Linked DNA regions of Sus scrofa: region 1 is linked to region 2. The links are chromatin contacts, called in public Hi-C maps. All regions are on one chromosome and are shown on one strand. Each heading gives the region's core, a stretch centred on a gene start, on an enhancer-like site or on the middle of the called end of the contact. The rest is flanking DNA. Distances are from core to core; before and after follow the strand shown.

Region 1 (7,494 bases), core at 3,894-6,393, 410 kb before region 2:
CTCATCTGGTCCGTGTCATTCTCCACACCCGGTTCTTTCTAGTCTTTGACTCTTCTCTAGGAAAGAAAACTTTTTGTCTAACTCCTAAGACACTGGCAGATCTCAGAGTTGGAGCTTTCTTACCTTTGCAACGAACAATCCCCCTTCCCTCCCATTTCAACCGTCCCTTTCCCCTTCTTGTAATAATCCTTTCAAAATCCTTTCAAATAAAATCTCTCCTTACTAATGCTCCAAAAAAAAAAATCACTTTTTTGTGTTTTTATTCTATTTTTCTTCGACAGAGTCCTATATTGTCCCACTTGGTGCATGTAGTTTTTCAAGTACTGTTCACTTTCAACTAAAGACAAAGGACTAATTTTTACTGAAGTGCAAGGAAAACAATGCTGACAGGTAACTAGGGCTGGCAGCAGACAGAATTGGAGAAGGGTGATAGTGCTAGGAAAGGCTCAGAAACGTAGGGAAGGAGTTGAACAAACCCCAGGACCCAGGGTTGTTTGCGAGTGGATCTATTTGGTTTGAAGTGACGCTGGGGAGTTGTGAGTTGTGAGCATAGAGTGGTTAGTTCCCTGCATTATGGGAACAAACTATCAAATTTATTATTAGTTGGTTTATCTCCCTCCTGGTTTATTTATAGAAGTTTTCCCAAAGTCTGTGAATTATCATTCCATGGGGTGTTAGCAAACATTACACGGGAAAAACCCGCAAAAAGCACAGAACTATCCAAGGTTAAAAAGTGCCTTTACTGCCAGACTTCTCAGAAATTAAAAAATCAGACACACTGTGAATCACCCGAAGAGAAATCATAGGCAGTATATATACAAATTTGTTGGATGATAAACTTCTTTTTTTTATAGACATTTTCTAACTATTGCTTGGAAAGAAGTTTGGGAAACACAGGCTTAGATGACTTTCTAAATTAATTCATTCTCTTGAGGATAACAATGGATGGTGAAGAAGATGCTTTGTAACATATGAAATAGTAGAGAATAAAATGAGTCTGGGATTAAAATGTTCCCATGACAAATCTCAAAATGGCTAATTCTCATGGATGAAATCATTGAGAATCGACACTTACTGCCATTTAATTTCACAATGGAATATTGAAAATGGGCACCGGTGTAGTTTCTATACACATGTTGTGAAATTTGACAATAGCAATCTGTTCCTAGGTATTTTAGGATCAATTAGGTAAAGTTAGAATCATTTTTATTTCCTTTCTTTCAGTCCAATAGAATCGATTTTTTAAAATTCTAGATTCACTCATTTGATTTAAATATCAATAGTCTGTAGTGATTCCATCCTTTTTACTGGGAATGAATTTCCTAGTTAGGATGTGGCTTCACTGGAGATGAATAAAAGTGAAATATAACTGACTGCTGCATGATTTCATAACTCTGTAAAAACATATCAACTGCTTTGAATTGGTCTACGAGGATATCTTCCTGTTTATTTCAATATCAACTTTCCTAATTACTCCAGCTCCTGTGCTCAGTGGGACTTCATGATGTCTCTTGGGTTCTAATATATGTTGTAATTCAATGCCAAATTCCATTTCATAATTTCTTGACAGAGGTAAAAAGTACAGTCGTACTTTTTCTCTCTAGCATCTGAAATCAGATGCTTCCTCAAATGAGGTGGTTAAATCTATCTTCCTTTATCATCTTTTAACTTATTGGCCCTATAGTAAGACACTTAACTGATAAGTAGAAACATATTTCAGACAGGTTGAACTGTCCCTATTTGAATTTGAAAAATTGGGGTGTGTTGGGGGGGGGTTTCCTAGCTCATACTCCAGAATGAAGGTGGAGTGTTTCTGAGGCAGAGAAATTGAGGGGAATGGGTTTTAATTTTGACATCCAAATTTAGAACTCTACCAAGTGTGTTCAAATAGAAATCTTTTTTTTTTTTATTTTTTTTTATTAAAATGCTCTAAAGTCTTGGTCACGGAGTGCTCCAGGTTAATAAACTGTTAAACAGCATTTGCAAATAATGAGACACTGACTCAGCATTCATTAATAAGAGAAACCAAATGGAGCTTATGATTTCCTCAGTCCTAGAATGTCCTCATGTCAATCCATTCTTCCTCATTGTTAGATTGGATCTCATGGTTGGTTCAAAAGTGGGATTTCTTTTTATTTATTTATGATTTATTTAAAAATTATCAGGAACTATATCTAGTCACTTTTTTTTTTTTTTGTCTTTTTGCCTTTTCTAGGGCCGCTCCTGCAGCATGTGGAGGTTCCCAGGCTAGGGGTCCAATCGGAGCTGTAGCCACTGGCCTACGCCAGAGCCACAGCAACGCGGGATCCGAGCCACGTCTGCAACCTACACCACAGATCACGGCAACGCCGGATCGTTAACCCACTGAGCAAGGGCAGGGACCGAACCCGCAACCTCATGGTTCCTAGTCGGATTCGTTAACCACTGCGCCACGACGGGAACTCCCATATCTAGTCACTTATGATGGAGCATGATGGAGGATAATGTCAACAAAAAATGTATATATGTATGTGTGACAGGGCTACCTTGCTGTGCAGTAGAAAATTGACAGAACAGTGTAAACCAGCTATAAAAGAAAAAAAAATCATTAAAAAATTATCTATCATTAGAATGTCATGATGATTACATGATGATTATAACATTGATTTTTAAGATGTAAAGAAAGTCAGGCATTTATTCAACAATTATGGATCATTATGTATCTCATACACAATGTTCTCTTCATGAGTCTTCATGTTGTCTAGAGGTCTAGTAGAATTCATTCTGAAAAAAATGTTTGGAAAAATTAATAATAATTCAAAAAGTGTCAAAATTCTTGTATCATATTCTTAAAGCAGTATGGACTTACTCAAGAGGATGAAGAATACCAGCTTAAAATTGGGCCATGCCTTCCATGTCCTGGACCAGTAAAATGTCAGAACACACTTACAGGAGCTGATTATCCTCATCTCTTCCCAGCTTCAAGTTTAGTGGTGTCAACTTCAAAGTGGCCATGAGAGAAATAATTGCACCATAGAAATTGGCAAGATCTACAAATTGGGGCCTTTTCTCCCCAGCAAGCTGGTTTTGAGGCCTTTACCTATATACTACTGAATGCATGTCATTTGATGTCTGAAGTCATTTATAACCCAAACTGTAATTCTAGTAATAAAGACAGTTGGGTTTTGAAATTTCATAGAAGTGAATTTTGGACATGATAAATGTTCTTAGAACCCAAAGCCCAGCCCCACTCCCAGGGTTTTTTTTTTTTTTTTTTTTTTTTTTTTTTTTTTATTCTGGCTTCACCACTAAGGAGCTATGACACAACTGTACCATTTTCCTAGAGCTGCTGAACAAAGCTCCACAAACTGGGTTGGCCTAGAACAACAGAAAGGTATCATCTCACAGTTCTGGAGGCTGTACATCCAAAATCAAGGGTTGACAGGGTTTGTTTCTTCTGAAGCCTGTGAGGGCAGATTGGTTGCAGGCCTCTCCTCTGGCTGCTGGTGGTTTGCTGGCCAGTTTGGCGTTCTTCGGCTTGTGGCAGCAGGACTCCCATCTTTACATGGCATCTCCCTATGCATGTGGCTGTCTCTTCACATGGCATTCTTTTTATAAGAATCCAGTTGTATTGCAGTTGGAGCTCACCTTCCTGCAACATGACCTTATCTTAATTACATCTTCGGTGACCTTGTTTCTCACATTCAGAGGCTCTGGGTATCAGGACTTCAACACATGAATTTTTAGGAGACATAATTCAACTCATAACAACAACTTATTTAACTTCCCAGTGCCTTAGTTTTGTTACTCTTGAAACAAAGATATTAATAATACCTACATTGTGGGGTTGGCATAAAGATTTAATCATTAGAGCACGTGAAGCCTTTTGAGACGTCTCGTCCCCAGCACACAGTGAGTTGTTGCTAAATGTCAGTTGTCACTGTCACTATTGTTCTCTCCTACTACATGTGCAGAGCCCCGCCTGGAAAGATTTTCTGTTCTGTGTTTCCAAACCCACATTTCCTCCCATCCAGCCACCACCCAAAGTTTTTACCACACACATAAAGATAATACAGAATGTGCTAGGTATGAAAGTCCCAAAGAGGTGAAATTCCTGTGGGAAAAATAGTTATCAGAGCCTTAATGGAGATGTTAGCAGACCTTGAAGATGGGGAGGAAGATTTGAATCCTTTTTTCAAAATCTCTTTTTATGCATCGGAGGGGTTCAAATAACTCATCTCTGAACTTCAACTTCTCATCTGTAAAATGAAGTTAACACAATTATTGCAGTGACCAAATGAGACAGTGTAGGTAAAGTGCTCATCAGATGGCTCAGCTAGAAAAGGTGTGCCATGAATGCAAACAAATGCAGTAGAAGTGCTGTGGGCAGAAATGGACAAATTCTCAGGCTGAGGACTGTGCTTTTGGGCAGAGCAAATCTGGGATTATTATCTCAGTAATTCCACATTCTAGTATAATGTACAGTGACAACTGGTTCCCCAATGATGACACAGGAGCACAGGGACCATGTTATTCAGGGGAACTCTGCAGCGGTTGCTGTTTGGCCCTCAGCAGCTGGGTTGAAGTTGAAGATGGCACTTTGAAATGCGGCCACAGGGGGTCAGTAGTGTGCTGCCGGGCCACTGAGAGGCAAAAACCTGAACCCCTCTGCATATCTTTAAGCCATAAATTTCCTATTCCAAACTAGGAGAAACTTATTCCTCCCATATTTTCAGATAAGTTGACAGATCAGCGTGAAGAAGGTTAGGTCTTCAGCTTCTGAAATAGAATAGGCTCTAACTGCTTCTTAAAGATTCACGAACTATATATGATACGAGTGTGTTTGAAGAAAAGGTGTTTTTATTTAACCTATGATTTGGCCAAGGGTAATGTCACCTATAACACATTTAGATCAGCCCTTTTCAAAGAAAATACACTCAAACATGCCTCTCATTCAAATTAGATTCTACACAATTTCACAGATCTTTGATTTTGGGGATGGTACTTCAGTACCCTGGATCTCATCCTTATGGACAACTGGTCTGAACTTCAATTTCTCATCTTTAAAACAGGGATGTTGCATTTGTCATAGTTAAATGAGAGTGTAGGTGAGGTGCTGATCAGAAAGCCCTACCCAGTGTCTTTCTTATTTGGGGAGGATCCAAAAATGGTTGGGAGACTGGGATTGCCCTACCCCAGTGGAAGCCAGAGGGAGGCAGATCCTTTTTCTTTTTGTGTTTGTTTGTTTTTTCTTTTTTTGGCCCTGTGGCATATGGAGTTCCCCCGGCCAGGGATCAGATCTGAGCCACAGTTGCTACCTCTGCTGCAGCTGCCTTTAATCCACTGTGCCGGGCTCGGGATTGAACCTGCATCCAGGAGCTGCAGAGACATAGCAGATTCCATTATGCCACAGAGGGATCTCCAGATCCCTTCTCTACTCTTGACCACTGGCTGCTAGAGCATGGGTGGGTGGCCAGTCTGGTGGTCCCACTGGGGCTGGGCTTAGGGCCACTTAAATATTATTTGTGATGGCAGCCGTGAGGCTGGTGGCATGGCAGGGTGTGCCCAGGATGAGCAGAGTTCAGCGGGACGTCTGCTGGGCTTTGCTGACCTTATTTTTGGCCTAAACACAGTTCTCCCAAACAATTCCAGGAACTAATTTGTATCCTTGGAGCAAATTCCTGTTGACTTTAAATTAGCCAGAAATCATCTGTCGTTGCTAGTGGCAGAAACACTGAAGTGTGCAAGCTTCAACCTTAAATTTTATAGTAAATATGCAAATTTACTAGTTCAAGAAGGATTCTGGCTGGTGGATTGTTGAGTTTCTCCTGAGTTTTATTCCACAAAAAATCGATGATTGTGAAAAGAACGCTGGATAAATCAAAAGGAGGCTGGTTTCTGGATATTCCAGTATAAATAAATTCCTTGGCACAGAAAGCTGGGTTTCAACCAGACTGCAGTTTGGGGCCAAGAAGATTGTCTGAGGGTGGCTGTGGGCACTCACCCACCTGGGCTGCCTGGATGAGATAGCTGGGTCCTGGCTTATCTTTCTTCCAGCTCACAAGGCTGCACCCAAGCTCTCTTTCCCATGGGGCCAGCTGCTTCTTCTCTGATTCCCCACCCCCACCAGACCTCCAAGAAACTTGAAGGGAAATACCTCTGAAACCATTAGCATGAGGGCAGCAGAAACACTGGGAATGTTTGTGTGTGTGGTTGACACGCTTCAATGTTAAAACACAGATTCCTAAGCATAAATCACATAGCAATACCACGTGACCACTAGCCATTGTAGGATTTTTCCCTTTAGATGATCTTGAAGGTCATATGCTCAGTTTCTAAAGTCAAGTTTCACTTAGTTTTGAAATGTTCATTGTGATTTGAAACCAGTATCTTAGAAACAAATGAGCAAAGTGAAACAAACTCCAAACCACTGTTGTTTATTTCCCCAAACTGCTCTTATCACACTCGCTAGGACGCTTTTCTCGACAGAGAACTCCCATTTCCTTCCTCTCTCTCCCTCGCTCTCTTTCTCTCCACATGGCAAATGTGTAATGCCTGGTTCTAAAGCACCCTGAACTTGGAAAGGTGAATTTTTTCCTCTTGCTCTTCCCTGCTGCCCGCCCTCTCTGCCCTTGCCTTGGGAACAAAGAGGTCAGAAGAGTTGACCTTATAAATGTCTGATGAAAATAGGTTTGCTCTCACGTAATATGGAAAGACGTTTGTATCATCTATATTCTAGGTTGATGATAAGCCGTCTTATACAATTGGTTGATTATGCTGGGGTTCAACTGTCTATTGTGCTGGAAAAGTGGAGTTGGGGGAGGTCCAAGGTAAAGAGATTGGTGGTAAGGGGCGGCTCAACTTAGAGCTTTTACTAGCAGTGAAATCTGAAGCCTTGACAAATCCCTGCAGTGCCCAGGTCCATAAAACAAATTAATGTTTCTTGCATCGTCAATATTTAAAAGCCACTTGGCGCACCATGTTAAGACACCTACGTTTTGAAGCATGTAAGGAAACAGCTGTGATCACATTTATAGTGTCCCGTTCAATAATATGCTTTCAATTCAAGGTGCGTCACTTCAAGTTGGCAATGGTTACAGACACATTTGCATTGGAGTACCTAAAAAAAGTTAAAATGAGATGAATTCTTGGAAACTCAAGAATTCACCTCCCTTTACTTAAAAACCTCTCTTTGAATGCAATGTTTTTGCATGGTGTTTTTTTCCTTCTAATAGCTAAATATATTTGAAATCATTTTAAAGTCTGAAATAACTTTTCTATCCCAAGCAGAGACACGCTTTGCAGCAACCCCTCCTCTTATGAACTCTTCACATACAAATGTTTGGAAAATAGTGAAAAGGATGCTATCTTTCAAAAATAAACCAAGAAAAAAATGTAGGCAGCAAAATCGAATAAAGAGAATGTATCTCACATCGTGAAATAGTAGAAACAAACAAATTTCTTTTTCTTGCATCCCCGATATTTGTAAGTCACTTGAAGCCATTTTGAGACACC
Region 2 (7,241 bases), core at 4,228-6,727:
TAAACGTGAGATAGAAAAGACTAGCTTCAAGCTTTCGCAGAGATATAATATAAAAGTTCCAAAGTAGAGAACTGAGGATTCGGCAGATAATTAGTAAAGCTGAGAATTTTCCAGAATTGAAAAACAAATCCTCAGATTGACAGCACACATGAATAAATCCCTACTTTCTAACACACAATTTGTATATACAAATCCCTGTTATAAAATAGGAATGTGTTCCTGTTACTGCATGCCCAGTTGTAGTCCTCAGAGAAAAACAGGAGGAGGCAACTAGCTCTCACCCTACATCTCACACTCACTCAAACACCCACAGAGTAGACAGAGTTGCCTCTTGGTGCAAGCCTCTTCCTCCCACCTGTGGGAATACTGCACAGCAGAAAGACCCCTGAGCTAGGCATGGCCAACCTTAGGCACGCCTCTGGCCATGCTACTCTTATTGGTATGTACTGTAATTGTTTCACTGAAGATGTAACACACATTGAAAGGATCATCATTCCAGCTGGATTCCTATTCTCTCCACCCATCCTATTTCATGTTTCAATTGTAGGTTATCAAAGAAAAATGTCAGAAAGGGACCATACACCTCTGGTTAACTACAAAATAGCCACCTGCCAGCCACAAGGGGACCTTTTCTCCTGAACCCCCTGCAGCCCATACTTTGGGGTGATATTTATACCAAGCATTCCTTCATTCCATCAACCTGCAACATTTAAATCTCTTGTTCTGCACTTTACTGGCTGAAGGTTGTAAATGTTTTATGAGCCGCTGAGCTTGCAGCATTACTATTTTATTAGAAAGTTGAATATCTTTTCTTCATAGCTGGGTTAGTAGTGAAGTTGTTCTCTCTCTTAAAAATGTTAACTTCATGCTGGTTACAAAATGGAAACTGGTAGGATGTTGTAAGTAGCTGTTCAAAAATGGTCCGGCCCATTTGAAAGCAAGCCTGGCTAGCACCAGGACTTTGTTTTTGCTTTTTTGTTTTGTTTTTTTTTTTTTTTAATAAACAACTGAAGGAGGGAATTTTTGAATTCTTTAACAAATTAATTCAATAATGTCCTTCTGGATTCAATATGTGATTGCCGAGGTATATTATATTCAAACTTTGGCAACAATCCAAAGAATCGATCATGAATTTTTGCAGGTGCTCATCAGAATGAGGCAGGTAAGAATAACACCTAAATAAAGTGAATAGTTCTGAACACTGTTTTCTCATTTCTCCTGTCTCCAACATTTCTTGCTCTGCCTTCCTCCCAAACTGAGAACCAAATACGTTGAGGGTGGAATGGGGAAGTGAGCGCTTCTAGAAAGCTGGACCAGGCTGCTTCTCCACCATGATGAAAGAATGTTACAAAGAGAAATATGCTCTCTCCAACTAGAAACAGCCAATATTTCCCCCAGCTTCCCAAAGGAAAGCACCCCAGCATGTTCTTTTACTCTCCCATGTTCATACTGCCTTCCGGACTATGCTGTTTGTTTCCCCTTCTTCACCTGAAAAGCATCTCATCTTCAAAACCACATTCACTTGTCACCTCCAATCTGCAGCCTTTCCAGACTCAACCCCTTTTCCCTCATACATACATCAAGTGAGAACTACTCCTTCATTGCTGTTCTCATTTTAAGTCTTAATTCATCTATCCATTCATCAGTTTACTCAACAACCTTCTGCTAAATATCTGCTATGTGCCCTGGAACTGGAGAGAAAAAGATAAAATATATTCTATATCCTTAGCCTCCTGGATCTTTATTTCCACGTTATGTTTGAGTTCCTGAGAGAGAGAGGTCTGGGGAGGATAAGACCTTACTGAAATCACTTTTATATCTTAATGCTTACCATTGTCTGGCATACAGTCGTTGTTCAAAAGATATTTCTTTCTTTGTGTGTGTGTGTGTGTGTGTGCTATTTTAGGGCCGCACCCACGGTATGTGGAGGTTCCCAGGCCAGGGGTTGAATTGGAGCTACAGCTGCTGGCTTGCACCACAGCCACAGCAATGCCAGATCCATGCAGAGTCTGCCACCTACACCACAGTCCATAGCAACACCAGATCCTTAACCCACCGAGTGAGGCCAGGGATTGAATCTGAATCCTCACAGATCCTCATTGGGTTTGCCAACTGCTGAGCCATGGAGGGAACTCCCTAAAAGATATTTCTTAAATTGATTTGAAAGAAGAACTGGGGAGTAAGATTCTCATTCTAAAGATTATGCTCCAAGGATGAAGTTTGGGGAGACCTCCAAAGATTTAGGTCAAAAAGATTCTTCCTGTGTTAGAGATTCTTTTAATCTTAAAATCAAATCACATTTATTTTGTTCATTAATTCAGGAGATATTTACAAGGCTTTACCTTCTATCGTGTTCTGTGATAGACACTGAAGAAAAGATAAATACCCAATGAATATAGCATACATGTACATAGATAAATGTATGTACAAAATATATACATATATATGTCAAGTAGTATTATTATTGTTATTAGTACATGGAAAACCTGTAACTTGTCCTTCAGCAGTAGAATTATGACAAGAGTCTATTTTGTTAAAACTTTAAGAGTTCAAGAGCCTCTCCCTTTAGGCAAAAGCTCTATAAAGGACTATGTCTTCCTTTATAGCATCAATCCTAGCATAATATTGGGATTGGTAGATGTTCAGAAAGAATCTGATGCATGAATCGTACAGCCATTATTTTGAGTGTTTAACTCTAGGGAAGATATTTCCTTCTGTCTAAAAAAGAGAACCCCATTGCTTTACAAGGAAATGGTACATATTAAGGTAGAATTAATTTTCAATCAGGCAGGTTTGGAAACAAGTTTGGGTTTGTTTTTACATTGATGAAAATCTCAGGATTTCATGATAACCTATGCAATCTTACACTAGGCATGGCCATGGGACTGGAAGAGTAAAAAAAAAAAAATCAGTGGAAAGTTCTCTTTTATATATTTAAAAAGTAGGAGTTCCTGTGGTGATGCAGTGGGCTAAGAATCCAACTGCCCTGGCTTGGGTCACTGCAGAGACACAGGTTTGATCCCTGGCCTGGCACAGAGGGTTAAATGATCCAGTGTTGCCACAGCTGCAGCAGTTTGCAGCTGTGGCTCAGATTCGATCCCTAGCCCAGGAACTTCCTTATGCCACAGGGGCAGCCATAAAAAAAGAAAAGAGAAGAAAAGAAAAGAAAAGAGAAGAAGAGAGTAATAGGCTCACCATATAGAGAAGCATAAATTTGAGATTGTACATGTCATTAAATTCACTTGTCTCTATTGTTATATTTTATCTGTCTCTATTGAACTACAATAGCTTAAAAAGCCTCATTACCAAGAAACACAGCAAGAACACTTGATATAACGAGACTGAGCTTAATAAAGCAAAAGGAGTCAATTGCTTAACTAGGCAAATAATTTTGAAACTTTCCTTCCAACACAGCAAAAGATGGCCCAGGACTCCATAGCCAGAAGGTCTGATGTTGTCTCCCCGTTAAAGTAAGACTCAAATGTTATAAAGGATTTCCCTGAAAGGCAGCAAGTATTACATCAAAAGAAAATGACTGCCTGTACAGGAGCAGGGTGTACCTAAAAAGTTATTTCATCTCAATTCTGAAATGATTTGAGGGCAGCACCTCTAGGTCTTAATTTTTTTTTACTGCCAAAACAACTTTCCAAACCCTCAGCAAGATTGAGCTAATGTTTATGAAAGTACTTTGCAAATTCTAAAGTACTCTGTAAGCTTAGTTGTACTATTTCTATTATGTGCTGAGAGTCTGATATTTTTCCTGTGGCTCATCAGAGAAACTTACTCTTTCAGAGCTAAGTAAAATATGATTATTAAAGCAGAATCATTAGAAATATGTCCAGACAGGCGTTCCTGTCATGGCTCAGTGGTAATAAACCCAACTAGGATCCATGGGGATGCTGGTTCGATCCCTGGCATCACTCAGTGGGTTAAGGATCTGGCGTTGCCATGAGCTGTTGATGTAGGTCGCAGACATGGCTCGGATCCCATGTTGCTGTGCCTGTGGCATAGGCTGGCAGCTGCAGCTCTGATTCAACCGCTAGCCTGGGAACTTCCATATGCCATGGGTGCAGCCCTAAAAAAAGCAAAAAAAAAAAAAAAAAAAGAAAAGAAAAGAAAGAAAGAAAGGAGGGAAGGCGTCCAGAAAAAAAATGGCATTTTCTAAAGGACAGAAAACACACGTCTCTCTCTTAGAGTGTCTGAGTAAGGACTATCTTCAAGTCTTCTGTTAATGAGGCCATCTCTGGCCCCTTTGGTGTGGCCCTTCAGATGTTGTAATGCCTCTAAAGCTACTCTATTAAAAAGGAAAAAACTAACTATACGACAGATGGGCAAGTGCCCATTACGGACCTATACTGTCAGTGTACCTTCTGCAGCATGGTCTTACTTGCTCCTGTGATGATTCCTGGGCTCACAGTGGTCAGTGAAGCACTTAGGCAGGACGTGGAAGGTTCTAAGGGGGCAGCATTCATGCCCCAGCCTCCATTCTTGTGTCTGCATGTGAGAGAGAATGATGCAGACATCTTAAAAGCCTAAGAAAAGACCCAGAGTCTAGAAAGTTCAGGCTTCAGCTGCCTTTATTAGGATGAACTGCACTTGTGTGTTATGGAAATGAGCTAAGCATAACTCTCCTAGTAGAAAGAAAGGAAGGAAGTATTAAGAAATATTTGCTGATTCATAGGAGCCCATTCTGGCTCAAGGGTAATGAACCTGACTAGTATCCCTGAGGATGCAGGTTCGATCCCTGGTCCCGCTCAGTGGGTTAAGAATCCAGCGTTGCTATGAAATTATTGGTGTAGGGCGCAGATGCAGCTCTGATCCCACGTTGCTGTGGCTGTGGCATAGGCTGGTGGCAACAACTCCAGTTGGACCCCTAGCCTGGGAACTTCCATATGCTGCACATGTGGCCCTTAAAAAAAAAAAAAGCAAACAAACAAAAGAAATATTTGCTGAGTCACTGTTTGCTCCATAAAACTATCTATTATGAGAGACAAAAATGAAGAAATAATATGTCCTAGACAAGGTAAAAATAGTAAGTGGAAATGGTGCTTCCTCTTCCTTGTCTCTAAAGAATGACCAAAGCTCTTCCTCTCTGAAGTAGTTAGATACATGCCAGAATAAAAGGAAGGCAAAAACAGAAACCCATGTAGCTCTTTCACACTGAGGGGTTAGATACAGGAAACTGGTTACATTGGGAGAGATGAGGAGCCAGATGCGAGCTTGGTCGTAACCCAGAGCTTCGCGATAGCAGCAAGCTGCTTCTACAATTGAGGAAGTGTAATTGCTGGAAGTGATGAGCTAGGGCTGTTTGGCAGGAGTTTAGGACAAGGATGAGGACTCCTGCCAGGAGCTGGGACCACCGTGGCAGGAGCTAGGCAGAGGGAACTGGAGCCACAGGGCAGCATGGCTTCAGAGACGACTTGGGAAGCACCCAGTTTCTTTCAGTGCCTTTAGTGCCTCCAGTCCTCCACCAGGGACGCTCACTGGCCCAATGGCCCAAAGAGAGCAGCAAGGGAGCCTGGGAAATGTAGTCTCCTCTGACAGGGCAGAGGTTCAGCGGGGAAGGGCGGGAGGGCAAATCTGTAACTGACCCCTGTGCCCTCTGAGAGGACTTTCCCCAGTGGCACATGGAGCTTTATCCCTATAGAAGTTAAATTAATTTAAATCAACTTATAGATGATATATCTTTGTGTCTTTTATTTTCCGCTCATGTTTAATTAGTGATCTGAGAACAGGTTTGCTGATTAAGATTATATACTTAACCAGAATTTAGTTATAAAGGACAGTCAGTTCTAAATCATCTGGCAAAGTGGAAGAAAAAAAAAAAAAAAAAAAACTGGATTCTGCCTCCATTAGGAGCATCCATCCAGAGAGGTAACCTGGAAACGCTCTCAGAAGCGTATTCCTTAACCAAAGTCTCTGCTTAGGTCAACTTCTTAACCTATAAGGGAAGGAAACTTTGGTTTCTCACCTGCTTCAGGGCTGAGCTTCCGTGCTTTCTTCCAGGCAGTGAGTGACCTCTGTTCTGTGTGTCCTTAGCTTTTCTTTTTGGAGACTGAGCCCTGAGAATTGGATGGGAAAAGCTGACCAAACACCTAGTTGTTCATTGGAAAGTAAGTTTTGAGTTGAGGTAATATGTTCTCATTTGTGTTAGCACCAGAGTCTCATGCCTGCTCAGAAAATCCTTCCTAACAGATAGTACAGCTTATCTATAGCTCAAACTTGAGTCCAGACCTGAAGACAAGAGATACAAGAGAGAAGTGAAAGAAACAAAGATTCTATTACCCTGACCCAGAGACAGCAGATCTGAAGCACTTTTTTTTTTTTTTTTTTTTTTTTTGGTCTTTTTTGTCCTTTCAGGGCCGAACCCGTGGCACATGGAGGTTCCCAGGCTAGGGGTCCAATCAGAGCCGCCAGCCCATGCCAGAGCCACAGCAATGCCAGATCTGAGCCATGTCTGCAAGCTACACCACAGCTCACGGCAACACCCGATCCTTAACCCACTGAGCAAGGCCAGGGATTGAATCCGCAACCCCACGGTTCCCAATTGGACTCACCTCCGCTGCACCACGATGGGAACTCCTGAAGCACATTTTTGAAATGTGCTCTTTAATGCCCTTGCCTGTATCGCTCTTCAGCCAGGGTAAAAGCCTCTGCCAAATGCTCAGATCCTCCCAATACAACTGCCCTGGGCGCCCAAGCTAGCAACCCAAACCACGCAGAAAATTTAACTTCCCTCCTTTCCAAAAGACAATGACAATCAAAACAAATTTAATACATTTTCCTTCACTGAAGTTCATAATAATAGTTAATATTTATTTAGGAGTTCCCATGGTGGCTCAGTGGGTTAAGAACTCGACATAGTGTCCATGAGGATGTGGGTTCAATCCCTGGCCTCACTCAGTGGGCTAAAGATCCGGTGTTGCCATGAGCTGTGGTGTAGGTCGAAAATATAGCTCAGATCCCACATTGTTATGGCTGGGTGTAGGCCAGTAGCTGCAGCTCCAATTTGATCCCTAGCCCAGGAATATCCATTTGCCGAGCATGCAGCTATAAAAAGAAAAAAGAAATATTTAGTGCATTCTATGCACCAAGCATGTCTAAATACTTTACATAAGTCAACTCATCTAATCCACACAACATATCTATGTGATGAGTTTTATTACAATGTCCATTCTACCAGTGAAAAAACTGAGACACAGAGGAGTTAGATAGCTTGCCCAGGACTCCGCAGATTCTCA

The links. Hi-C and Micro-C count contacts between places; a contact is called where the count stands out from the background.
Region 1: a contact with region 2 is called in a Hi-C map of skeletal muscle, with 5 times the contacts expected there. The contact joins two enhancer-like sites. A contact is called at or near these places in 1 of 5 promoter capture datasets (liver), 20 of 47 Hi-C or Micro-C datasets (alveolar macrophages, brain, embryonic fibroblasts and 12 more) and 2 of 2 datasets of contacts at active chromatin or transcription factors (alveolar macrophages and skeletal muscle).

The regions. Positions count from the first base shown.
Region 1 is chr1:27,105,585-27,113,078 of Sscrofa11.1, reverse strand. No RefSeq gene overlaps it. Among named protein-coding and RNA genes, the nearest start is that of IL20RA, 28 kb to the left of the region's middle. Within about 2 kb of position 5,143, at least 24 of the 83 cell types and tissues checked have an H3K27ac peak or open chromatin away from gene starts, as enhancers often do. A contact at or near this core is called in liver, mesenteric adipose tissue, retroperitoneal adipose tissue and 1 more, where this site is marked.
Region 2 is chr1:26,698,122-26,705,362 of Sscrofa11.1, reverse strand. No RefSeq gene overlaps it. Among named protein-coding and RNA genes, the nearest start is that of OLIG3, 99 kb to the left of the region's middle. Within about 2 kb of position 5,477, at least 18 of the 83 cell types and tissues checked have an H3K27ac peak or open chromatin away from gene starts, as enhancers often do. A contact at or near this core is called in liver, mesenteric adipose tissue, retroperitoneal adipose tissue and 1 more, where this site is marked.